Linked DNA regions of Gossypium hirsutum: all the other regions are linked to region 3. The links are chromatin contacts, called in public Hi-C maps. All regions are on one chromosome and are shown on one strand. Each heading gives the region's core, a stretch centred on a gene start, on an enhancer-like site or on the middle of the called end of the contact. The rest is flanking DNA. Distances are from core to core; before and after follow the strand shown. Region 1 holds the start of LOC107962187. Region 2 holds the start of LOC107963155 (adrenodoxin-like protein 1, mitochondrial). Region 3 has its middle 51 kb from the start of LOC107962189.

Region 1 (3,951 bases), core at 1,151-3,650, 300 kb after region 3:
AACCTTCCACTTGGCAATCGCTTTCCATAGTGTTAATTTGTTATTAATTTTATCATTGATATCCGGAAGAAATCATTCTACTTCTACAGTTTCCTATCTCTACTCTTAAATATTTGTTTGGCCTATCAACTCTTTTAATATTTAGGAATCCAAGATATCACATTTTCTCCTAGAAGTTGATAAAAGGATTGAGGCGAAACTCTAATTTGTCATAATTTATAACTCGATCTGTCTTTTTAACTTTTATGATTCCAAAATATCACATTTTCGCCTACAAGTTGATAGAAAGATTAATAAGAAGCTCTAATTTGTAACAATTTATAACTCGACCTAATAAGATATAAAACTTCATCAAATACTCTTTAAAGTTGAATCTTTTTAAGTAGAACTCTTTAAAGTAGAAGTTGACTTTTAAATGAAATAAATTTATTATCTTCACTTATGTAAATTTTACTAAGATAAACTATACAAATGTGAATAAAAAATTATCATATGTTTCATTTGTTTATTTTAACATTTTTTTTAAAAAATAAATTAAAAATAAGTAACTATAAAAGATTTCAGTATGAATATATCAATAACAATATCAAATATTTATAAATTTTGAAAATCATAATTTTCTCAGCATAGTTTATAAAACTCAAATTTTGTTTATTTCTAACCAAGCTTTCTAGAGGCTAACTAGTTAATGCTATCGTGCTGGTATATGGGCATCCAGGCAATTTGATTCCCTAGTTTTAATATTGTTTTATTGTGAAATTAACTAAGAAGGATTATGGAGAAAATATAGGCATTATTCTCCGGTGTGCTAAATTATCAACAAACACTAGTACGTACTACCACTACTACATATTTATTTATATCACATCTTGGTTTTTTTTTCCCATGATCCCTCAAACCCATTTAATTACTATTTCCCAACTGCTCCTACCTTTTTCTTTTTTGAGCCTTTAATTTATTTGTTATTGTGGTAGCAATTTTGGAAAGAGGTTGTCTACTTATGTTCACTTCAACACCAATTTATGTGTTCACTTTAACTTATTAATTCCAGAATTCCTTAACATCATCAGTGTTGCCCCAATATTATACTTCAAATCATATATAATTTTGATACCAGAATTAATGACTACTATTTCCTTAGGTGACCACTTCCGAGATGCTCTCGCTTTCTAAATTACTGGACTATTCAAATTATAAAATTATTTTAGCTTTAGTACAACTAAAAATTGAGTTATTTACATTTTGTTTGTTAAATTATCATCTTATAGTTTAGTCAATTAACTATTAAAATGTAATATTATTCTTATGTTAACTTCCAAATTCAAGAGAGACTTAGGCCCCTAAAATCAAATTAAATTTGGGTTATAATATTTCATAATATCTGATAATGCTAAATAATTAGCAAAGAGTAGGAAAATTATTGTAACCTTAGAAGCATTTGCTTTTGGATTTTCTAAAGCTTGTTATTTCCGACAAATATATTTACAAGTATCCCCAACCTTAAACCCAATGTCATTAACACAAATAATTAAAAGGAAAAACAATTAAAAACATTATACCATCTACATTAAATTCCTAAAATGCCACCACCACCAACCGCCATTACAGCACAGCTTCAGCTTTACCTTCTTCACCACCTCCTGCATGATTCATCCCATAACCTAACAACGTTGCCGTTTAACGCCGTCAAATCCTGATAACGGTACCACCCTGCTTCCCCTTTCCTCAACCTCAACACTCTTTCCCAACTCTCCCACCACTCCCCGCAGCACCTCCCTTCACCACCGTCACTCCATTCCGTTACCGTCATCCCACCGTCGACGTCTACGTCATCATCCACGTAATAAACAGTCAACTTGATTTTTCCTCCTTTGGTCACCAACTGCGAACCGCTTGTTTCTGAGACGGAAGCTGGAGGGGCCGGGGGAGTTGAAACTGAAGCTGAAGGGGTCGGCTTTTCATCGGCGCCGAGAATCGGTCGAGACTCATCATGGGCACGATCAGAAATAGACACCGAGAGCTTCTGGTCATTACTTTGAACGGAGGCGCCGACGACGGCTCTTATCCTCCAAAAACTAACCGCAGCAGTGAGAACAGCAATCCACGTCCACAGATTATGAATAACCGTGAAAATCCCAAAACTCACATAGTTAAATGCCAAAGCTTCGAGTGGAGATTCCAACACCTGATTCATTTTTGTTTGGTCCGCCAACTCTAAAATTCGGCTGTCTGAAGATATTCTAGTCTTGGTTCTGTTTCTGTGTTTTATAAGGGAAACTAAAAATCAGAGGCCTATAGAAATGGTAACGTAGAGGAGAAAGAGAACACGACAAAGAAAGCTAGGCCATAGATGGAGAGAGCAAGTTGAGGAGATTAATGGAGATGCTAATTTGCTAAGATTGATCCATTTACTTATACCCAATTAAAAAACATGGGCAGGTGTGAAATCAGGAGGGTTGATATTTACCGTCCCTTGCCCTTCTCGTAAAAAGCTGACCATTCGTTTACTGCAGCAGAATATATAACGATTTCTAGGGTAAATTGTAATGAAAAGTTAATTAAATTATTAGTAAATTTATATTTTAATTATTTTATTTTAAAATATTATTAAATAATTTATTAAATTATTTAAAAAATTTTATTTAAATCATTCAATTATTTTAAAATTTTTATTTAAATTACTAAATTATTTAAATTTTAATTTAAATTCATGATACTCAAAATAGTTTAATAAAAATATTAATTTATAAAAGAGAAAGAGAAAAAAAAACATTCTATTAGTAGAAACAATGTGAACAGAAAAGATAATACAATAATAATTTTAATAATTAAATGATTTAGATAAAAAAAATTTAATAATTTAATAGTTATTTTTGTAAACTTCTAAAAAGTTGTAATTTGGACTTAAGTAATTTACCCTTCCTGTATATATGACTTAAGTATGGAAAATATCTCCTCCCTTGGGCCCTCCACTCAAATTTTAAAAAGAAATTGATAATATGAAACTATTTCATAATATCATTGTCCATTTTCAATAAAAAAAAAAGTAACATAAAAAGATAGTATCACGACATAAAATCACAGTTTCTCAATTTCAAGACGTGGAAGGATTGTTTTATTTGGTTATAACTGCAGTTACCGTTCACTCAGCGTTAATATAAAAAACATGCGTTTAATGCTTCGTGCAATCTTTTGAATCGGATTGAAAATGATCTGTTCTCAAGGAATTATCCAATGGGTCTTTTGAGTTAAGGAACGAAGATGAGATTAAAAGTCCGATTCCAACAGTTTTGAACTTTTCAATGGCGTTTAATGCTTCGTGTTCCAAAGCACTAAATGTCTTCGGCGAGGACGTCTATTTGTTCTTGGAACAACAACAGTGCCTAATGGTAAACGTTTGAAGCAAGGACGATCAACGGAAGGTCGCGGGTGGCGAGTGGCGGTAAACTTGGTAATTTTATAGAACACTTGGGGTTTGTTTCATTAGCTTGGGCTTTAATGGCGGATTCATATACGTTGAAGTAAAAATAGTAGATGCAAAAAACGGTGGCGGGTTGAATCCAAAATAAAGATGTCGGGATGTGATGTTTACGCGCCAACTCCGTGGCCCAATGAAGGAACAAGGAGTAGACAATGCAAGTGATGGTTTGCGTTCGTTCTTACTGCTTGTTATAAACTCGAAGATGGCTTCTTTGCCTCGTCGCCTAAGTTCAGACAGGTAATGGTCTGTGTCATCACCGGCTTGGACTCCGTTTTCGTAGCCATTGGAAAAGGGTAAAAACGATAGGCCTTGAGCGGTGGGGACTTCGGTCATGCGACGGCGGGCGGAGATGCTGGTGATGAAAGTTACACGTATAGATGCTTGGCGAATTGTAAGGTGTTAGCAGCCCTAGATGTTAGACCTTCAAAATTTTAGTGCTCATAACAAAAGGGCAGTAAGATTAGGGGATG
Region 2 (4,124 bases), core at 321-2,820, 330 kb after region 3:
ATAATTGAAATCCTTTCTTATCCAAATCTGAAAGCATAATATCAATCATATGTATGCCGTTCTTCAATATTTATACTAATACCAACCATAGATGTGTCATACTTCAATGTTTCAGAAATTATTTTCTAAATAGCCTGGCAACTATCGTTACCTCCAGCTTATTAGTATCCAGATCTCATCAAATGTTTGTCTGAGTTCAATCATATTTTCTAATGTAACTGTCATCCAAGATTAAGCTCTATTAGTCTATTTTGCTATCCCTTTGACAAATCCAATAATGCCACAATGACCAACGTTAATCAAATCATTCCATCTCCTTAGAAAATAAAATCAATGCCATACTATTTCCTTTCTGTAGACAAGACAAGAGACCGTTCTTTCATAAGAAAACTGATCTACACTAAGTCATCATAAGCTCATCAAAAACTACAATAATTTCATTATGTTAACAACGAATATGTTCAAGACTATCTAAAGCAAAATCATTTGCTCATTCACTAGCATAGTTAACACATTTCTTCTCCTGATATCATAACTAGCTAACCATGAAAGAAGCTAATCTCATTAGAGTTCACAACTAAAACTTCCACTTTAATCCTGATAAACTGCTATGTTTTCCATCATTTACACTCCACAGTCCAATATTCCCTACAGGTCAAGCATGTCATAACCGGCAGGATAACTTGGCCAATTGTCAACAACTACCAAATATATATATATATTTTTTATTGAAATATAAGAAAATAATCATCACTAACCGTAGACCACTGGTAATGACTGCAATGCCTTTGTTTATATCTTGATCTAGACATATATGCATATCCACCTGTCAAAAAAAATGCAATGTGTATATCTTGCTCAAAAAGATAGTTTCATACAAACCATGCATTTGTAGGAGCCTAAAAACTATACCACAATCATCAAAACAAGTTGTCAACTTAGTAACTAAAAGGGTATCACATTTTTATTTAGAAATATCTCTAAATATTAATATTGCCAATAGCAAATAATAAAACTAAAATTCAAACCATAAGAAATGAAGTCAAATTGAAAAGAAAAGTATACCTCTTGATAGCTCCTTGGCAACCCGAAATCCAACTCTACAAAGCCTAGAAATTAACATAACTCGAAATAGAAAAGCAGGCCCTATTTAAGGAGGAGGGGGGGAAGGCTTTAGAGCTAAAATTTTTCAAACTTTAACAAACACATCAAAGTCTAAATGGACTTGCATGTAGAGCGAATTAATCAATAAAGTTCAACTGGGTATTCATCTAAGCTGCTGCATATTGATATAGACAAGTACTTAAATCTCCAGAAAAGAAGACATAACGAAAAAAGTGAGTAAGCGACCTTTTGTAACGAGAGAAGAGGAAATTGGAACTTGGTCTGGGACAGTGATCTCTAATGCGCGTTAAGACGAAAACTCTGACTAGTTTTGAAGGCAAATGGTGGCCGCCGGCGAGGGCAGTTGGCTGAGGTTAGATGAACAAGTTTCTTTAGAATAATATGCGCCGTAGAGACTACCGGGTAGAAGATGAGAGATTGAACGACGCCGTTTGAAGGAACTTTGACACTAGGAAAAGGAAAATAAAATGTTATTGCAGTGGAGATGCGGGGGATCGAACGCTGTACCTCTCTCATGCAAGGCTAGCGCTCTACCATTTGAGCTACATCCCCTCGTGCTTACCATGTTCTAACTTCTTAATTAATACTTATTTTGAAAAAGTTAAATCAATTGAAATATAATATTTTCAATGATTTATTTCTTACATATTTGATAATACAAAATAAAAATAACTGAATAGAATTTTTCTGTGAAAAAGATAAGTAGATAATAGCTATTTATAATTTATTTTAATTTTTATTAAATTTTGATTTGGTTTAAAACAAAATGGAATATTTAAAAGTTAAGGATAAATGTAGAATATTTTTTATAACTTAAAATTTATATTTATCAAACAATCGAATTACATTCACTATTTAATTTTAAACAATATGTCAAAAAAATTATAATTTAAATTTAGTAATACTTAATTATTAAGTTATACATCACTCTATTTTCTTATATATCATACATCACCTTAGACATCATAATTAAACGTAAACTACATCTCAGGCCACATATCTATGCTAATTTTTTTTTCTATTTTTTTTATCTAATCATAAAAATTATAAAATAATTAATCAATTAATAGTATAAATTTTGTAACGGAAAGATGATTTGGCTATTTTAAAATAAGCATATTATAGTTTATAAATAATATATATATATATATATATATATATATACTTGGACGGTGTAAGTAAAGTTGTTTTCTAAAGGAAAATGATTGTTGATGTCGCTTATTCTAAAATAAATAAAGGTATAATTATTTATTGGCCCTTTAATTTTATAAAAAAATTATTTTAACCTTTTATTTAATTTTTAAGCTTCTTTTACTTATAAACTTGTGTTTTTTTGTCAAATTATATTAAAATGAATGAAAAATTAACATTATTTAACTTTGCTGACGTGAAATACACATAGACGACATATCAATATTTAATTAATTTTTTAAAAATTTAAAAATTATATAAAAATATTTTTAAAATTAAAAATCATTAAAATTATTTAAAATATTATTTTTAATATATATTTTTTAAAATTTTAAAATTAATTAAATTCTTTTGTGTCATTTATGTGGTAATTTACTTGTATTTCACGTCAGTAAAATTAATTTTTTATCTGTTTTAGAGCTATTTGATAAAAAATATAAATTTTAAGACTAAAAAAGATAAAAAAATTAAATTGAGGACTAAAATAAAATTTTTATAAGTTAAAAGGTAAAAAAATTATTATACTTAAAATTAAAAAATAAAATAAAATAGGGGGCTGCACGTGCACACAAAGTTAGAAAAGCAAAGAATCGAAAGCGATGTGTGGTCCAATTACGGTGACACGTCATCTAAAGTTGAGTTGATCTATTCAAGTACGTTTTCATTTTTTTTCTTTCCCATCGATCTCCTCCTCACTCCACCACACAAATAATAGTTTTTTAAAAATATCACTTATTATTATTATTATTATTATAAGATAAAAATTACAAGTAACTATACATTACTCTATCTTTTTTTAAAATTATCCTTAAATATCCTCGCCATATTTGAATGATTTAAAAATTATTAAATCCAAATAAGTAAAAAATCAGACTTATTTAGAAAATAAATCTAATTTTATCATTTTATTAAATCTTCATTAAATTCGAAATTAATTTATACAGATACCTCAATGAGGGTAAAATTCTCAATAACTATTTTCTTATCTATAAAATTGAAACTCAAGTCTTCATTTATATTGACCTGTGGTTAAAATTTTTATTAAATAATTATTTGAAAAGTGTTAAAATTCTATCACCTTATCTTTACTTTTAATATTGTATAAAAAATAAATTTAAATTTTAAATTTTAATTAAAAGGATAAGGAACTTCTTATCACTCGATTTACAATTATCAGAATTTACTTTTTTTTTAAATAATTTTTTCTCAAAATTATCATGTATATTAATCAAACTTTATAAAAAAATAAAAATAATGTAAGGTATTTAATTAATTAAATTAATAAGAGAATAGAGCTTTAAAATCTATGGAAATGGAAACCGATGCAAGTAGCAGCTAAAAGAAAGAGATAGAAGAACCAAAAAAACAAAAAACACCATCCTCCGACAGTCACCTTACCCAAAGCAAATGTTGATACGACAGTCAATGAAACAGCAAAACGCTTGGAAATAGTTTAAAACCAGAACAAGAAGAACTACCAACTCTGATTTCTCTAACGATTATTTTTGTCTTTTTTGTTGTTTTCTTTTTCTTTTTTTTTTTTCCTTTTGAATCACTTTCCATACTCCTTTCAAATGGCTTTTCTTCTTCGGGTTCTCTGCTAACTCCCACCATATTTGCATTCAGGTAAGAAAATTTCCTTTTTGGTTCAATTTTCAGATTTTTTTTTCCGAGTAATAAAACTTGGGGTATGTTGATCTAACAGGGAAAAGAAAAACTAATTTAGCTGAAAGAGACCATTTTGTGTTGATGTATCATTGCTGACAATGTTTTAAGGTTTCAATCTACAAATTTGGCTAGCTTTAATT
Region 3 (4,145 bases), core at 235-2,734:
ATAAATAAATAAAATTTACATTTATTTATTAAAATAATAATTCTATAAATAAAGCAATTTAGGGGAATCATGAATAAGACTAAAACAGATTCATTTTTTTAACATTAACGACAACAATGTTTAGGTTGGGTCAAAAACTATAGCCTAAGGTTGAAAAAGGTAAGATTTAATATCTTTAAGTTGTTGCCGGAACGTGTTTGTTATGTTTGAAGTTGTGTTTGAAGGCATAGATGATTGAGAATATATATGCGAGGATAAGGTCTTGAATACCCAATTGGTAGAAGGCCATGCATAGAGCTCCACAACTGATTCTTGGTATGATGGCACAATAATAAAGGATGTGAAAATCAAGGAGTTTAGAATAAAAATTATTAGTGCCAGTAATTGTGGGCGAACACAACTCCAACACTTGACAAATTTGGCAAAAGTTAAGGAATAAGGCAGCGTATAATAAACAAATTATTATTTATAGAATAAAAAAATTTAAACATTTGAATTTAGTTTAAGTACTGTTTCTGAGATTTTTAAGAAAATTATTTTATACAATCAAATTTCATGTTAGAAAAAGAGAAAATGGTTATTCATTTATTATAATTTTACATGTATTTTTATAATTGTGTATGTGTTTTTTAGCTGGAAATAAACATTTAAATCATTTTTAATTTTAAAGTTTCTTAATTTTAATTTTGAATTTTTAAGAATCAAAATTAAATTGACAAAATTTTAAAGTTGATGGTTAAATTTATTAAATTTTTTAAAATTAATACTGAATTGATAAAATCTATAAACATTGAAAAGATAATTTTATTATTAGACTGATAAAAAAATTCATACCAACAATTTACTAATGATTTAATGGATGAGTAATCAAAATATTAACTAAAATAAACAATCAAAGGCCGAATTCTAAGTGTTTATTTTTTTTTCAACAAATCTTTCATTCAGTAGGAACCAGATTAATAGAGTGTTACTAGTTCCACAGGTGGAACTTGAGCCCAGTTTGATGGACAAGAATGAATCCTAGTTTTTCCTGCGATCCAGTCAACAGCTCCATTACAGTTCCTTTTGATAAACTTAAACGATACATCATTAAGTCTAGAAACTATCGATAGAATATCTACAACAATTTCAAAAATCTCCCAAGGGCACTGGTTCTTTTTTTTAAGCATTGAATGAGTGCAAGATTGTCGGGTTCAAATTCCACAGACTGCCAGTTGTTATCAGACGCAAGTGTGGAACCCAGCCTTATAGCTTGGGCTTCAGCCGCTAATGCCGTAGACACATGCATCAACGCGCTGGTTCTATCTGTAATATCTCCATTGCTGTTCCTGGCAATTGCAGCCACCCCAGCTTCTCCAATTCTCCCTTTTAGAGAAGAACCACGGTTGGTTTTTACAACTTGAGATGGCGGTTTTGTCCATTCGGATTTGAGGGCAAAGTTAGGGTGGGACCTCCCAGGAACTGAATTCTAAGTTTCATTGTCACGTCACACCGACAAAGAATAGTAATAGTAAATAGTAGGTTAGGACAGGTGCAGCTCACCCCACTTGGTTCTCTCATCTATGTATCTTTTAATTTTGTAGACTGCATCTGCGTTGCACTGCTGGAATCTAATTGTGTACGTATGTTTTGGATATTATATATTATTCCGGTTCACGTGGGGGAGCCACGATTCACAATGACCTCCTATAATATTATTCTTTTTTGTACTAATGAACTCCTATAATATAGTGTTTATAAATAAATATGCCTCGTTCATTTATCAAATAATGTACTTGTCGGATTCGGAATCTGACATGACCGCAACATGCCATTAATTAAATAATTACGTTCTACAATTTATATAAAAAAACCATTCTTACTTATATTAATTCCCTAAAGAGAGGCAATTTGAATGTAGACATGATCCCAATTACTGTCAAAGTTAAAATTTTGTTAATTAGGTAAAAATTTGATGTTCTATAAATAAGGTTTTAAGTTAAAGTATTTCAACTGAAAATTGATATAATTATTGATTGTCGAATAAAAAAAAAACTTAAAATGTAATAATCCAAGTCGTGTATTGTTTCCAACTTAGATTGTTATAAAACAAAAATGGTTGACATTGTACGTAAATGATTGTTAATAATGAGTGAAAGGGAAGGGGCCATGTGTTTTATCCGTATATTGTACTCCTTAATATTTATTTGGAAAACTATGTTTCGTTTGGAGTTTAATTTTGGGGACCGCCTTTGATGCTCAACTCAAACAAAACGCTTCCGTGGATGGCCCTCAAAATTACTTTCCCCAACCTAATTTTCAACCAAGTTTCACGAATTATGTCTTATTTTGATTAATTAATTAATTGCAACTTAAAAGTGGGCATTGGAAGACAAAGGGAAATGAGGGTAAGCGAGGAGCACCGACTGGGGGCACTTCACATCACGGGAGATGGATCGGCCTACTCCTACAAATCAAATACAGATAAAATAAAAGTGGGCCCAATGGATTGTGCGCCCACTTGACGTGGGGGCTTCTACGCCTCATCGACCATCTCTGCTTTTATTGTCCTTTGCCTCACTTCGTCAACGCGTTTCATGCTCCACCTTGCCTCTTTCGGTTAAGGATCACACAACTCAAATTCTCTAATACTTTTTAGGCTAAACTATATTGTTACACAAGTAATTTTGTTTTATTATTTATGAAAAAATTATAAAATAGTTATTTAATTAATTAATTTTTTTAGTTATTAATCGTTAAATAGTTAATGAAAAGATGGCATTGATGTTTTTAAAATTGACATAATACAATCAATTCTATCCATAACTGTCACATATTTTAACAACATTTCACTGTAACAACTTTCTAGTAGAACTAATTTTCTATGTTTATTTTAACCCTCTATAAAAGTTTTTCACTTATAATAGCAACAACGGTTATGAAGTACTTCATTTATTAAATCAGTTCTTTATAATAACATATTCTCGAACATTTTAAGTAAAATTATAGTTATTTCATATAAACAAACATATTAATCATAATTAATTAAATATTATTTTAATAAAATATTTAAATTTCAAATGAAAAATCTCTTAATCATATTTTAATAAATGAAAATAACATTCAATGAGTGAAACTAAAGATATCAATTCAATCAATTATTAAGTTCCCTAATCAAATATTCTATTACAAATTTGGAACATTATAAACTTATAAATTGATTACTTGAATTTAATAAATCCTGATACATTAATTAATTTAATAACCCATAATAATTAATCAAACATATTAGATTTATGAGTTTCGTAATTAATCATGTGAAACACTGTAAAATAAAATATGTATAAAAATAATAATATACACTTGTTATACATCTTTTAATTTTGTTGATTTGATTTTACTTTCTTTTTTTAACATAATTTTGACTTTCTTTATTTGATGAAAATTTATGATAAATTTACAACAATTATCTCTTTATAACAACATATTATAGGTGTATAACAATTGACCTTCGAAAGCCGACAACATATTCATCGATTTTCTATTCTTCCTAGACCACCTATGGGTCTCCATTGAGACTGTAATAGCTTGTTTTTAGGTCAAATTGGAACAGTGGTTTCGGGACCACAAATCCAAAGTCAAAATATTTATTTTATTATTTTAATAAAGTCTACAATATGATAGATTAATTATGTGAAGGTTTCTTAAAAAAATTTTACCGTTTAAATGCTTAATTGCGTAAAGCATAAAAGTTGAGTTCTATTGTTTAAAGGTATTAAATAGCTATGATTTATTAATATGGAAGTCCTTATAATGTCATTTAACCATAATTTAAGTTAGTGGACATTTATATCCATGAATTATATGATATATTAAGTTTAATTATGAGGTTATAATGGTAATTTATGTATTAAGTTTATAATAATAAAACAAAAATTAAAATCATGTTTTTCTATCCATCTTCTTGCCGAGAGTTGAGAAAGAAATAAGGGCTTTTGAGCTTCCATGGTTTCGGCAACTTTAATCTTTGATTAAGATCAAGATAAGAAAATACCGGAATTAGATCAGGGGAAACGAAAGATAGACGAGTAGACAACGGTTATACTAGCAAATACGAGGTAAGTTCATATAATTAGAATTAAACTTTTCTATACTTGTGATTATTG

What was found. Hi-C and Micro-C count contacts between places; a contact is called where the count stands out from the background.
Region 1: a Hi-C map of leaf shows a contact between it and region 3, with 2.8 times the contacts expected there. The contact joins the promoter of LOC107962187 here to the enhancer-like site in region 3. A contact is called at or near these places in 11 of 34 Hi-C or Micro-C datasets (callus, hypocotyl, leaf and 1 more).
Region 2: a contact with region 3 is called in a Hi-C map of hypocotyl, with 2.3 times the contacts expected there. The contact joins the promoter of LOC107963155 here to the enhancer-like site in region 3. A contact is called at or near these places in 6 of 34 Hi-C or Micro-C datasets (hypocotyl and leaf).

What each region holds. Positions count from the first base shown.
Region 1 is chrA06:22,677,337-22,681,287 of Gossypium_hirsutum_v2.1, forward strand. LOC107962187 reads right to left here and starts at 2,401. Exons shown (of 1, transcript XM_041115568.1): 1 at 1,438-2,401. The coding sequence starts at 2,194. The coding sequence ends at 1,631.
Region 2 is chrA06:22,704,633-22,708,756 of Gossypium_hirsutum_v2.1, forward strand. It overlaps LOC107963155 (adrenodoxin-like protein 1, mitochondrial), which reads right to left and starts at 1,571. Exons shown (of 8, transcript XM_041115932.1): 1 at 1,066-1,571; 2 at 759-826. LOC107962186 reads left to right here and starts at 3,567. Exons shown (of 3, transcript XM_016898484.2): 1 at 3,567-3,942.
Region 3 is chrA06:22,376,212-22,380,356 of Gossypium_hirsutum_v2.1, forward strand. No RefSeq gene overlaps it. Among protein-coding and RNA genes, the nearest start is that of LOC107962189, 51 kb to the left of the region's middle. Within about 2 kb of position 1,485, at least 4 of the 9 cell types and tissues checked have an H3K27ac peak or open chromatin away from gene starts, as enhancers often do. A contact at or near this core is called in hypocotyl and leaf, where this site is marked.